Regions from separate parts of the Bombyx mori genome. Here region 1 is linked to region 2. The links are chromatin contacts, called in public Hi-C maps. All regions are on one chromosome and are shown on one strand. The core of a region is the stretch at or near the end of the contact, and the rest is flanking DNA. Distances in the headings are between cores, read along the strand shown. Region 1 overlaps LOC101742099 (PDZ and LIM domain protein Zasp). Region 2 overlaps DnaJ-19 (translocation protein SEC63 homolog).

What was found. A called contact is a pair of places that touch in the nucleus more often than the background predicts.
Region 1: a contact with region 2 is called in a Hi-C map of posterior silk gland, with 2.5 times the contacts expected there. The contact joins two enhancer-like sites. A contact is called at or near these places in 4 of 7 Hi-C or Micro-C datasets (middle silk gland, posterior silk gland, an unstated tissue and 1 more).

What each region holds. Positions count from the first base shown.
Region 1 is chr22:10,853,923-10,860,057 of ASM3026992v2, reverse strand. LOC101742099 (PDZ and LIM domain protein Zasp) reads right to left here. Exons shown (of 16, transcript XM_062674985.1): 5 at 5,985-6,115; 6 at 4,337-4,428; 7 at 3,582-3,732; 8 at 1,506-1,694; 9 at 808-898; 10 at 195-342. Among protein-coding and RNA genes, the nearest start is that of LOC134200994, 25 kb to the right of the region's middle. Within about 2 kb of position 3,262, at least 5 of the 8 cell types and tissues checked have open chromatin away from gene starts, as enhancers often do.
Region 2 is chr22:10,808,879-10,814,745 of ASM3026992v2, reverse strand. It overlaps DnaJ-19 (translocation protein SEC63 homolog), which reads right to left. Exons shown (of 12, transcript NM_001281897.1): 9 at 4,866-5,065; 10 at 3,458-3,623. All of the region lies in intron 2 of LOC134200994, which reads left to right. Among protein-coding and RNA genes, the nearest start is that of DnaJ-19, 8.9 kb to the right of the region's middle. Within about 2 kb of position 3,180, at least 3 of the 8 cell types and tissues checked have open chromatin away from gene starts, as enhancers often do.

The DNA of each region.
Region 1 (6,135 bases), core at 2,013-4,512, 45 kb before region 2:
TTACTTTTTATTTCGGGAAATTATTAGTTTTCTTCAATAAATTGAGACACTGGGCTTTAAAAGTACGTTATATTTCGGGAAATTAATGAGAAATTGAGACTAGTTGTTAGACAAAAATGAAAATGTGAAAAATTAATAATTTTCCGAAATGGGATTTATATCTTAGATCTATACGGCAAACGTGACTCTCTTACTGGGGGCGAAGGGTGCGGCGGGGGGCGGGGCGGGCGCGGTGAGGGGCCGCGCGGGGGACAGCGGCGCCGAGCGGGGGGACAGCGACGGAGAGTACGCGGACCCCACCGACGACCCGAACGGCTTCGGGCCAGACAGGTTGCTTGAAGGCTGTCCAACATACAACCCTTTCATAATTTTACATAACCTAAACAGGACAACCTAACTATATTGAGATCTTAGAGCTTATATCTCAAAGTAGGTGGCGCATTTACGTTGTAGATATCTATGGGCTCCAGTAACCACTTAACACCAGGTGGACTGCTCGTCCATCTAAGCAATAATAATAAAAAAAAGGACAAAACGGAGGCATTCAACGCATAAGGCAATAGGTACGAATTTTTTTGTCACACCATAGGGCCACTCTAGGCATTCAATTAAAATTGCCAATTACAATAGTACAATATGACTCATAAAAACTACTGCGTTACTTTTGTATAGTTTTCATTCAAAATTTACGGTGTGATAAATATTAATTAGACCGCATCTCCCGTAATTTGAGCGGTTAATTATTATGATATAAAATTTATGACACGTTTTTGAATATTTTCAAGCTGTTTCAAAGCTGATACTCACGCTGAACAGCGAAGACGATCCATTGCTGTAGTTATTGGTAGACAGTGGCGGCAAAGGCGTAGAGTATGTGTTGGTAGGAACTCGGCCACCGCTGTGTAATAATATTAATATATAGATCAAACAGAACAAGTCTGAGGAAAACGTGACTTAATTAAAATACCGAATATCCCCATGAAGCTACCATGGGTTTGATTTCTAATGGTAATTCTTGAAATCTATTGATTGACAACTTGACAACTAAACAGTTGCCAAACACGCAAAATTTAATAAATTACAGCGAATTTTTGATAAATTAATATCACAAAGATTTTCACCCAAAAATTATATTATACATAGAATTAAAAGTGGTTTTTTTCCTACCCAAGCTGATGGTCTAGAGAGACCATATTAGCTTCACCGAGCTAGTAGGTGAGCTCACGGGGCTCAAACCTGACAATGTTGCTAACACGAACCCTAGCAAGAGCCGTGCTTCGCAGAATCTACCACCGGATCGGAAACGCGACCCACTGAGAAGATCCGGCGAGAAACTCAGTGGGCTCTAACAGTTATATATACAGTTATTAGTTATTAGATATTCACGTAGGTAATTAATTTAAAAGATACATAGATAGATGAATATGTATTTAGAAATAGATTCAAAATTGAATCTTAAAGCCTTTTTGATTAGCTAGACAATTTAAAATAAGGGTAGTGCTTACGGTGGCACGGTTACAGGGTCCAAGTTCGGCGCTGGTGGATTCTGACGTGCGACCAGCTTGGCGTGGATGTCGCAGTACAGTTTACCGTTTATGTTGTAATAGCCCTGATTCTTCAAAGAGCTCCCGCAAGTCGAACACTTGAAGCATTCCACGTGAAGATTCTTGTCCTTGATGCGCACAAACACTCCCCTGCGTAAAACCATTCAATAAGTCCCACTTCAAAGATAACTGTTGAATTCATACAAAACTAGTGCGAGTAAATGGCGACCATGTATACGAATAATTTTTGTGAATGTAAAAATCCATTTTCGCATGACGAAGATTGATGAAAATATATTTTTATAATATTATATAAATATAAACCTGACTAAGTACATAGTATAAGTATACATTTTGATAATATTATCAGTTGTATTTACATTAAGGATTGCCAACTGTTTATTTCTAACGCATTAAAGAAAAATATACTAGTTTCAATAACATATATACAACGTATTATTAAATTTTATTTACACTATAAGTAGTACTGGACTAACTGCATAGTTGAAGGCCGTGGAAGACGTGACCAAATAAGACATAGACGTCTGGTTTCTATAAATAACATGTATTGAATATATTCCTAGCAGCGCTGTGATGTTGATGATTCTATCTTTATACATTTGAAGCCTTCGATGAAAGAACGCTCACAAAGTTACGAGCCGAATCCGTCATTTCGGTTTTCCCGCGCATTTATTTAATTGTCATCATCATCGTTATTAATCTAAGTAATCATCCAATCAGAATACTTTGACACACGTCTTCACTGTCAAGCTTGAATATTATTTAACGATTTGATTTGAAAATAAACGAATTTAAGTTGCACATACATTTTAAAAGGAAAAATATATTGATAGCTGAATAATTATTGCACACGTTTTAATTCTATAATAATAATAACCAAAACAAGTTTTAATAAATAAATAAAACTTAAAAGGAAACGTCGTTTATATCCTTATAAACTATATCATTGTTGGCAACCCTGTACAATGTAAGTAAGGAATTCAAACTACTATTTATAACATTCGAATATCTATTTGATGCACTATTGATACTGTCAACAAACATGCTTATCTTACTGATCGTGCTAAAATGGATCAAGCAACGTAACAGATGTGCTTTTTAAATATAATAAATGGTGAATCGTGACATGCTCAATGAGTGTTTTGTTCGATAAAATAAATGATATTCTTATAGTATTCTACACATTAACTAATAGTGAAAGTAAATAGTGGAAGATGATTATGAAGAGTAATGAAAATTCAGCACCAATATCGCGAATTTAATCAATGTGTAAAAATAATTAAATTACGCTCGCTAGGCCGAGCTCACATCGCCATACTCGTACCGAATTGAATAGATTGAGGGTCCTCTCCGAGCAGAAATGAAAACTCAGAGAGGGGATCCGCAACGTGAGGAAATATCTCATTACTTTGATTAATCTACTTCTCAATTATTACAACTAGTGCAACAGGTCGACACGGTAGCAAACACGGCAGGCATTTCGGGAGACGCCGCTTACACAATGTATCGATTACAATCGGAGCAATATGGCGTGTCGTTGAGGATGGGCAGCGAGCCGGTGGCGGGGCGCGGGGCAGGCGGAGGAGCCAACGCCACTCGCCCGTCCGGCAGCGCTTCCAGCACACCTTCCGGCAGTACCACCTTGGGGGGCGCATGTTGCTCCGTCGCCGTCTGCGTGCCCGTGCTGGCGCGGTCCGGCGCCGGAGTCACCATGACACGCGGCGTCCGGGACCGGGAGCGGTGCGAGCGCGCCAGGCTGCCGGGCGACCCAGCGCGCGCCACGCTCGCCCGCGAATAAAAGTGAGAAGGCTCTGCCGGCCCGCAACATACTGTTATTTCAAATGTACTCGCCGTCGTCGATCGCGCCTTACTAAGAAACGTCGCGGTCAATATGAATTTGATGAAAAATGCGTGAGGGGGGGGGGGTGAGGAAACGCGGGTTTTTGCTCGAACGCGCCGGAGTGCCTCGGTCGCGACGTTGCCACCGTGTCGGTCCGCGCTCGTCGTCCGACTTACGTAATTAATCGTTCGCACTCCTCGCAAATGTTCTGTCCGGGAGGCAGGCCGCCCGTGTTGTTGACGGGCGCGTCGGGTCGCGTGACGGGCGCCTGCACGTGCCGGAGTCCGCTCACCGGGGGCACTGAGCCGGTGGTCGGAGTCGACACTTCTATGTATTTATATGCCAATTACAGATAAAAGAACGATATGAACATTCCATACATCATTATTTTTTTATTGCCCTTGTAGGCAGACGAGCATACAGCCCACCTTATAATGAGTGGTTATCGTCGCTCATGGACGTCAGCAATGACAAGGGCAGAACCAAGCCGCTGTCCACCGTTATTCAATTTATTAAATAGTTATTGTACGAAACCGTACTACACGTTATGGAATTGTTATCAGATAAAAGTTTATCAACCAATCAATAATTAAATAAGTATATAAGATTTTAAATTGAGGTTCCTAATTGTATGTTCTGTAATAATTTCTGATATTATTATGGCACCAAAAAAATCTGTGTTTTAAAACTACCGATTTATTACAGTTGTTACTACGTTGCACGACAACTTCACGTCGTGGCGTGACAGTCACAATTATTGTTATCGATACTAAGATACTTAGTAAAAATATTATTATTGACGTAAACCATCAAATATTCATAATTATGTTGATATGTGAAATGTAAAGGGCAGGATAAATATGAAATGATGTAATCAATAGTTTGGGAAGCGTTCGCTCCGTTATTGATACGACACGAAAAGAAATTATACCTGGTTCAGGGTCGTTTTGCTCCTCCTGAAGTACTTTGAAAACAGCGCTTTTTTCAGCATCGTACGTCTTCTCATTCTTCTTGAAATTAACTCTGCGAAAATCAATGTCTATCATTAAACACAAGCAAATCTAGTTGCGTGTGTCAACCGTAGTTTTTAATTCGTGTTAACCTGATTTCTTTTTATGGCTTAGATGGGTGGACGAGCTCACAGCCCACCTGGTGTTAAGTGGTTACAACGTAAATGCGCCACCCACCTTGAGATATAGTTCTAAGGTCTAAGTATAGTTACAACGGTTACCCCACTCTTCAAACCAAACGCATTGCTGCTTCACGGTAGAAATAAATGGGGCGATGGTACCTACCCGTGCGGACTCATAAGAGGTCCTGCCATACGCTATAGTACATTACAGTGCTAGGGAATCGTCTCTAAATCTGAAACTGGGATAATGAACCTACTATAGTATTTTGATATGACTACTACATACTACAATACATTTAAACAGAAAATGTCAAAATTGCTAAATGAATATATTTGAACATCAATGGTAACATTTTCTTTAACAAAATGAACAATTTGAAAGGGAGCAAGAACTCTTGTCAAAGATCAAATTTATTTGTAATTTTCTACTCTAGTTATGTTTTTTTGTATTAATGTATGGATGCTATAAAAACCTCTGAATGAAGTTGTCTCAACGGTCTTATTAAGTAATCATCATCTTTCTAAATAAATCATTTCTTCTTTCCGTTGGGGATACAGAACTTGCTAAAGTAATACATACTATAGATATAATGTAATACATCACATTATGCACTACAAAATCATTAGGCATCCTTCTAGGCTAGTGTAGTAATAAATTAAGAAACATAAAGCATGTCATATACATACTAAACATGTTAGTTGAATTAGTTACGCCATTAAAATCTTAATTATTTCGTATTTATCAAAAATAATTTATAAATTAAACAATACAATCACGTTAATCTATTCAAATCATATCATAACTATGAAGAGATTCATTCATGCCTGCACATGTTAAAAATAATACAATCATGAAATAATCTTAGGTATCATTACGGTCTTAATGTTGTTAATTTATAAAACTACGTGGTTAGCGTACGAATCTTTTTTACAATTATGACCATTTTATTAATAAATGAAATGTCTGTTGTATTCAAAAAGACAAAGAATTACTTCCTAATTAACGAGGACGTAGAAATCTTCCATTATTTCGGAATAAAGCGTCGCCTAAACAAGTCGTCTACTTGTCAAGTCCATCCTATACTAATTTCAGTTCCATGTAGATTGCTGACTTATTTTATTTTACACTTACATAAAAATATAATATGACCTATTGGGCCAGGGTAATAGTCTTTGACAGGTGTCGAATTATTTCAGACAAACGAATAAACATGGGTACAGATAAAACTTATTTAAGGGTTATTTTGGTTTTAGTAAGATAATAAAATTATAGTTTATGTGATTTAAAAACTCTGGTTTTGTTTATTTTTATGTACAGTGTATTAGTTAGTACATACATATATGAAGTAATGATGTCGTGAAAAAGAAGAAAGAAAGAAGGAAACATATACAAATAAAATAAAAGTATCGGTTTGTTGCATAAATTTGTGACCTGTTCGCAACTTACCCGAGTACTCCACCAGCCAGTACTTCGGTTTGGGCCGACAGGGTCTCCGCAATTGTCTTGTCGCTGTATATATTGACAGGAGTGTTGTATTGTTTGTTCACGACACTCTTGACGGTGTCGTTACCGTTCATCTGACAATACAGAAAAGATA
Region 2 (5,867 bases), core at 1,931-4,430:
AAAGCCGTGGCTACTATTTATGATCGTTTAGTAATAAATATGTTTTTAGCGTTTACAAGTTTCAAATCGCGTTATGTTGTTTTATATTTTATTATGCATATTCCGGCGACTCATGTAAACTTAATATGTTTCTCGCCGGATCTTCTCAGTAGGTCACGATTCCGATGGTAGATTCCGCGAAGTACTGCTCTTCTTAGCAAGAGGCTAGCCGTTATAACTATACTTGAGACCTTAGAACTTATATCTCAAGGTGGGTGGCGCATTTACGTTGTAGATGTCTATGGGCTCCAGTAACCACCAGGTGGGCTGTGAGCTCGTCCACCCATCTAAGCAATAAAAAAAAAAACATAAGTTAGTTATAGATAAGCAACTCAAGCACTCAACAAAAATGTTTACGGGCGTCGGCCACTAGATGGCTTCGCTTCGATTAGTTTCTCATTGCTCCTGTAGATGGCAGTAACAAATTAACTATCCTATATTTTATTTTTAATGAAAAATTTTGTAATTTTCAGAAACCACAAAAATCATTTGGTCTATAACAAATAAATAGTTTTATGATTTTTATTTTATTTTACTTTCTGTGTTTAGTTATACAATAATGAAGTGCCTTAACTTTAACAACATACAAGTTTAGGGGGCATCCGCTGCAAGATTTCGCTAGTTTCTATACAAAAATAATTGTCTTAAAGTATCGCAGTTTCAGGGCCCTGGGCCTCACACCAGATACCACAGATACAACAGTTACTAGGTACAAATACTAGACGGTAGTAAAAAAAAATTGGTTCCCTATTTAAAGGACTTTTTGTCGGGAACGCGAGGAGTGAAGTTGTGTGATTTGTTTTATTTTGTCTATTTAGTGTTTCTTCAGGTTTAAATGTGTTATAATGGTGGTTTATTAACTGTTTAATATCTGTGAAAGTGCACAAATGTGGGAAAATAAAACAAAGCTGCTGGACGTAACTTCTCGCGATCCTCCAAAAAGTCCACTGAAAAAATCTCAGTAAATGACCACCATTTTACTGCGATTATATTTTATCCCATATCATCTCATTTCATTAAATTCATCCCAGTTCATTAATGTCTCAAATTAATCATCTTCATTTCATTTCACTCCATATTATAATTTTTCATAAAATTAAGAATATAAAGTAAAATAAGACATGACTTAAAGGTCTTAGTTACCAGGTCATAAAATCTCTTAAAAAAAATTCCTATTTAAAATTGAACAGGAGAAAGAATAACATCTGCGTGCTCCGTGTCGCATACAAATTGACCCGCGAAAACAAGTCCTGAGTTATATCACTCGTTAAAATAAACATTTAAATTCCGCTTACGGTTTTTTTTTTCGTTAATCACACAAGCACGTGATGTAACATATTACTCACCGGTGTTACTTTATATAATCCACGAATATTACTTAAATCTACATTAATCGCATCAGAACAGGATATTTTTAAATTTTAATTTAAATTTTTACCATTTTCGAAATGTGTCTGCGAAAGATTTAAAACAATTTGATATTAGCATGTCTTCTATTCGTATCTTTATTAAGACAAATTAAAAAGATCTATTTTAGATTAAATTTATTTTAGTTTTTATCGTAAATTATGGGATGAGGAAATGTATGCAATAAATTTGTAGATAAAGACAAAAAGTTAATTAAAGTTAGAAATAACTGATAACTTATCTAGTATAAAATTTAATAGTTTTATCTTCAGGAGAATAGAGTTTAGTCGTGTTTAATTTTAAACGTTCAACCTCATGTTGAGGTCTCTATTGCCTCAGGTGCTCATGGAGTGGCCCATTATGCTCACTTGGCTCATTTAGCATTTCATATAAGAGGCAGTACCATCTCTGTACTAGCCACGATTCTTTGAGATTATGCTTTAATGAATTTGTATCTGTTTTAAGTATTTTTTTAAATATTATAGACAGGTGAACGATCTCGCTGTCTTTTAAATGGTTACCCATAGACATTTACAACTTGCCACCACATATTTTGAGACATTTTTATTGCTATTGTAGGCAGACGAAATACGGCCCGTCTGATGGTGAGTGGTTACCGTCGCCGATTGACTTCAGCAATACCAGAAGCAGAGCCAAGCCGCTACCTACCGCAGTTACAGTCTTAATTGTATGTCAGACAGCCGCGGTAATAATAAAAAAAGGTCGAAAATTTTAATATTCAATATTCCCGACATCAGGAACAATGTCGCACTTCCATGAACTCAACACGTCATAACTTGTAACTATGTGCTTAATGCGAGTTTTTTAACTTCTCGATCGCAAGAACAGCGCCCCTAGCGGCAAACCAAGTGAAACTCGCACTATGCAGACTCAAATAATGTGTTACCGCAGATAAAAGACGAAGGGCCGTATACAGCCGAGATTTCAGGCTCGCGTGTATGTAGCCAGGGCCGCACCGACCCTCGGCAACGCCTGTGTGCGAAACCCATGATGTTCCCTCTATTTTTACGAATCTTCATGTGCTAATGTATTTTAAAGTGAAACTTTTATTACATAGACTCAAACTTTTTCGTCTGTGTGTTGCATGTCGCGTGACGGTCGGCCGCGGAGTAGGGATATAGTGAAAGGCGCTCGTCAGAGCAGCCAAGGCCAATATGGCGGCGCCTATAGTTCGCAGCAGCTGACCGTATAGTGTATAGACTATTACTCATTTGAGCCAGTGCTCCACGCTATTTTGTTTATTTTTGTCAGTGTTTAATATAAACGTTGTTTTTTTTTTATGATTGAAGGATTACTGGTGGCCCGGAGGCCTTTCCAGTTTCACCAGGACAGGTAATAAACGTTGTTTGTCAGGGTTAAATGTATACAATGTGAAAAAAGTTTCACTTTTACCGTGGTTTCATAAAATCACACAATCCTTTTTTTATTATTTGTTAATTTTAACTTATTGTTTCGACTGTATTGTATTTATATTGTTTTGAAATCTTTGGAAACCTGTATTTGAAGAAATGCATTTAATGTTTTGTTTTATTTACAAGACATATGTTGCGCTTATTGTACCTACCAACTTAGTTATCGATATTCCACTACAAAGAATTTATTTTTGTGTAACATAAATAATTTCGGCGGCAGCTTCCTTAATGTCTTGGCGCCTGTGTGTACCGCACGCTTCGCACATAGAGGCGGTGCGGCCCTGTATAGAGCCCGCAGTTGACGTATCGCGTGTCGTGATTTTTTTTCCCTACCTATGCTGATAGCCTTGAGAGGCTATTTCAGCTTCACCCTAACGTGTGTAGGTGAGCTCACGGGGCTCAAACCGGGAGTGTTGCTAACACTGACCCTAGTAAGAGCAGTGCTTCGCAGAATCTACCACTGGATCGGAAACGCGACCCGCTGAGAAGAACCGGCGAGAAACTCAGTGGGCTGTGTCTATGGGTTAATTCGCAGGACGGTGACCGATGCTTCTGGTCGTGTCGTGTCGCGTACGTACCGGAGCGCAGACAGCAGGCGAGCGTGTAGAGGCCGGGCCAGCGCGGCGCCGTGAAGCGCAGCTGCAACTCGTGCGTGTCCACCAGCGCAGTCACGTGCGCGGGCGCCGTCAGCAGCGTGTGCGACTTGCGGTCGCAGATGTAGCACCACCAGTACTCCTGCTTCTCCTGGTAGAACACACGCACACACACACAGCTGTATAACTTTTTTTATTTTTTACTAGCTTACTGACCCGGCAGACTTCGTAGTGCCTCAATCGATAAATAAAAGGCCTAAACTTTTGGGGGGAGACATTAAAGGAAAGGTAGATTTATTTTGACAAATAAATCATAAATCTCGTCATTAATATGAAAATAAATTTTCAAAATCCTGGAATCCTGTTTCATTAGGTCGGTTAAATATTTTAGCGATACTTGACTACTGTCATCATGCCTACTTTAAATGGCTCTCCTGTAAAGTTGTAAGAATGTCGTTTAAACCTTCGATAAGAGCAATCAAATTATTTATTTTCATCACACAACTGAAGAATCGTGATGTCTAAAGTATTATAATTATAATAAGTATGTATTAAATAAATTAGCTTAAAGCGAACCCTTCATTTCCAAAGTCTATAAAGTGTCTCAAGTGAACAGTATTAATTTAAAACACTTTCAACTTTCTCTTTTGTGCCTTTAGTGAGAGAATTCTAGTCGAAGCACGTGGCACTACGTCATCACTTCAGCTAAGTTCCATTACGTCATATTTACGAACATGATAAATAATTCGTGACTCACCGATGAGTTAGAGGGAAAAGCCGAATTTTAATAGAACTGTACTACATTGTGCTTAGTGTGAGTTTTTTAATGTTCTCGATAACGTAAAAGTGAATTCAAAGTTTGTATGGAGTTGGAACGTTTGCCGCTAGGGGCGCTGTTCCAACTGCATACAAATTTGAGTTAACTTTTACGATATCGAGAACGTTAAAAAAATCTCACTAAGCACACAGTAAATCTGAGTAACTGTAAAGAACTGCTATATTTATATAATATTTATTTAATGCAACTAACATTTTTTTCTGCGATTAACTAATGTGGGAAACTTGATTGATTTTGATTTTATTTTGCATTTTCACTTCGGCCAATGTACTGTACTATTTATTCGTACTAAGTAAAACGTAGTATAAAGTGTATGTACGAAATGGAATCTGGTCGTACCTGTGACCATAATTAAATTTAAATTATTTAAATAAATTTTATTGTTATTATTTATTTAAATATTTTAATTTTTTTTTATTGCCCTTGTAGGCAGACGAGCTTACGGCCCACCTGATGGTGAGTGATTACCGTCGCCCATGGACTTCAGCAATGCCAGGGGCAGAGCCAAGCCGCTGCCTACCGCTAAAATTAAATTAAATTAAATATATTAGTCACCTGCGGGAAGTACGGACAGTGTACCGGGTGCGAGCTCTTCGATCGTCCCTCGAGTCGTTCCCGTTTCTGCAGTCTCTTCTGGAACTTCTCCCACTGGTCGTCGTCATCTTCATCGCCGCCCGTCGACTTGTCGCGGGACTCGTCCTCTGACGAGCTGTGCGACCCCAGCTCGTCCGAACTACCCACGTCAGAGTCCTCGCCTGTTAATATTTATATATATATATATATAATTTTTTTTTTTTTTTTTTTATTGCTTATATGGATGGACGAGCTCACAGCCCACCTGATGTTAAGTGGTTACTGGAGCCCATAGACATCTACAACGCAAATGCGCCACCCACCTCGAGACATAAGTTCTAAGGTCTCAGTAGTGTTACAACGGCTACCCCATCCTTCGAGCCGAAGCGCATCACTGCTTCACGGCGGAAATAGGCGGGGTGGCGGTACCTACCCGTGCGGACTCCCAAGAGGTCCTACCACCAGTCTATATTACTTATACGGCTACATAGCAGCACAGGTCATGACCACCGCTCAATGTTTGAACTCATACATTGAAATAATAATAATAATAATAATAGCCTTTTTATTCCTAAATATAGGGTTACAAGAGGTTCCTAAGTTAGGTGTGCCTTTTTGCATAGGCCTCCTCCGATTACTTCCAATGGATCCTGTCCCTTGCTACTCTCAGCCAGAATGATCGCGCTGTCTGTTTCAAGTCATCTTCCCATCTCCTGACTTGACGACCCCTACTTCGTTTGCCGTCTCTTGGTTGCCAGATGGTAACTTGCTTGCTCGATTTGTCAATATATTGAAATAGTTCTACCTTAATGTGTAGTTTAACCTTTAACCTTAATCTTCTACACACAATGACAATCCTATTTATTTGGATTGACCAAATGCAATGGCAAATATATTTATACATTTCTTTACACATAACTAATTTATTGGCTCGCTTCTAATTGTTGGTTGATTTAATATATAACGAGATTTCTTTTCTTTATT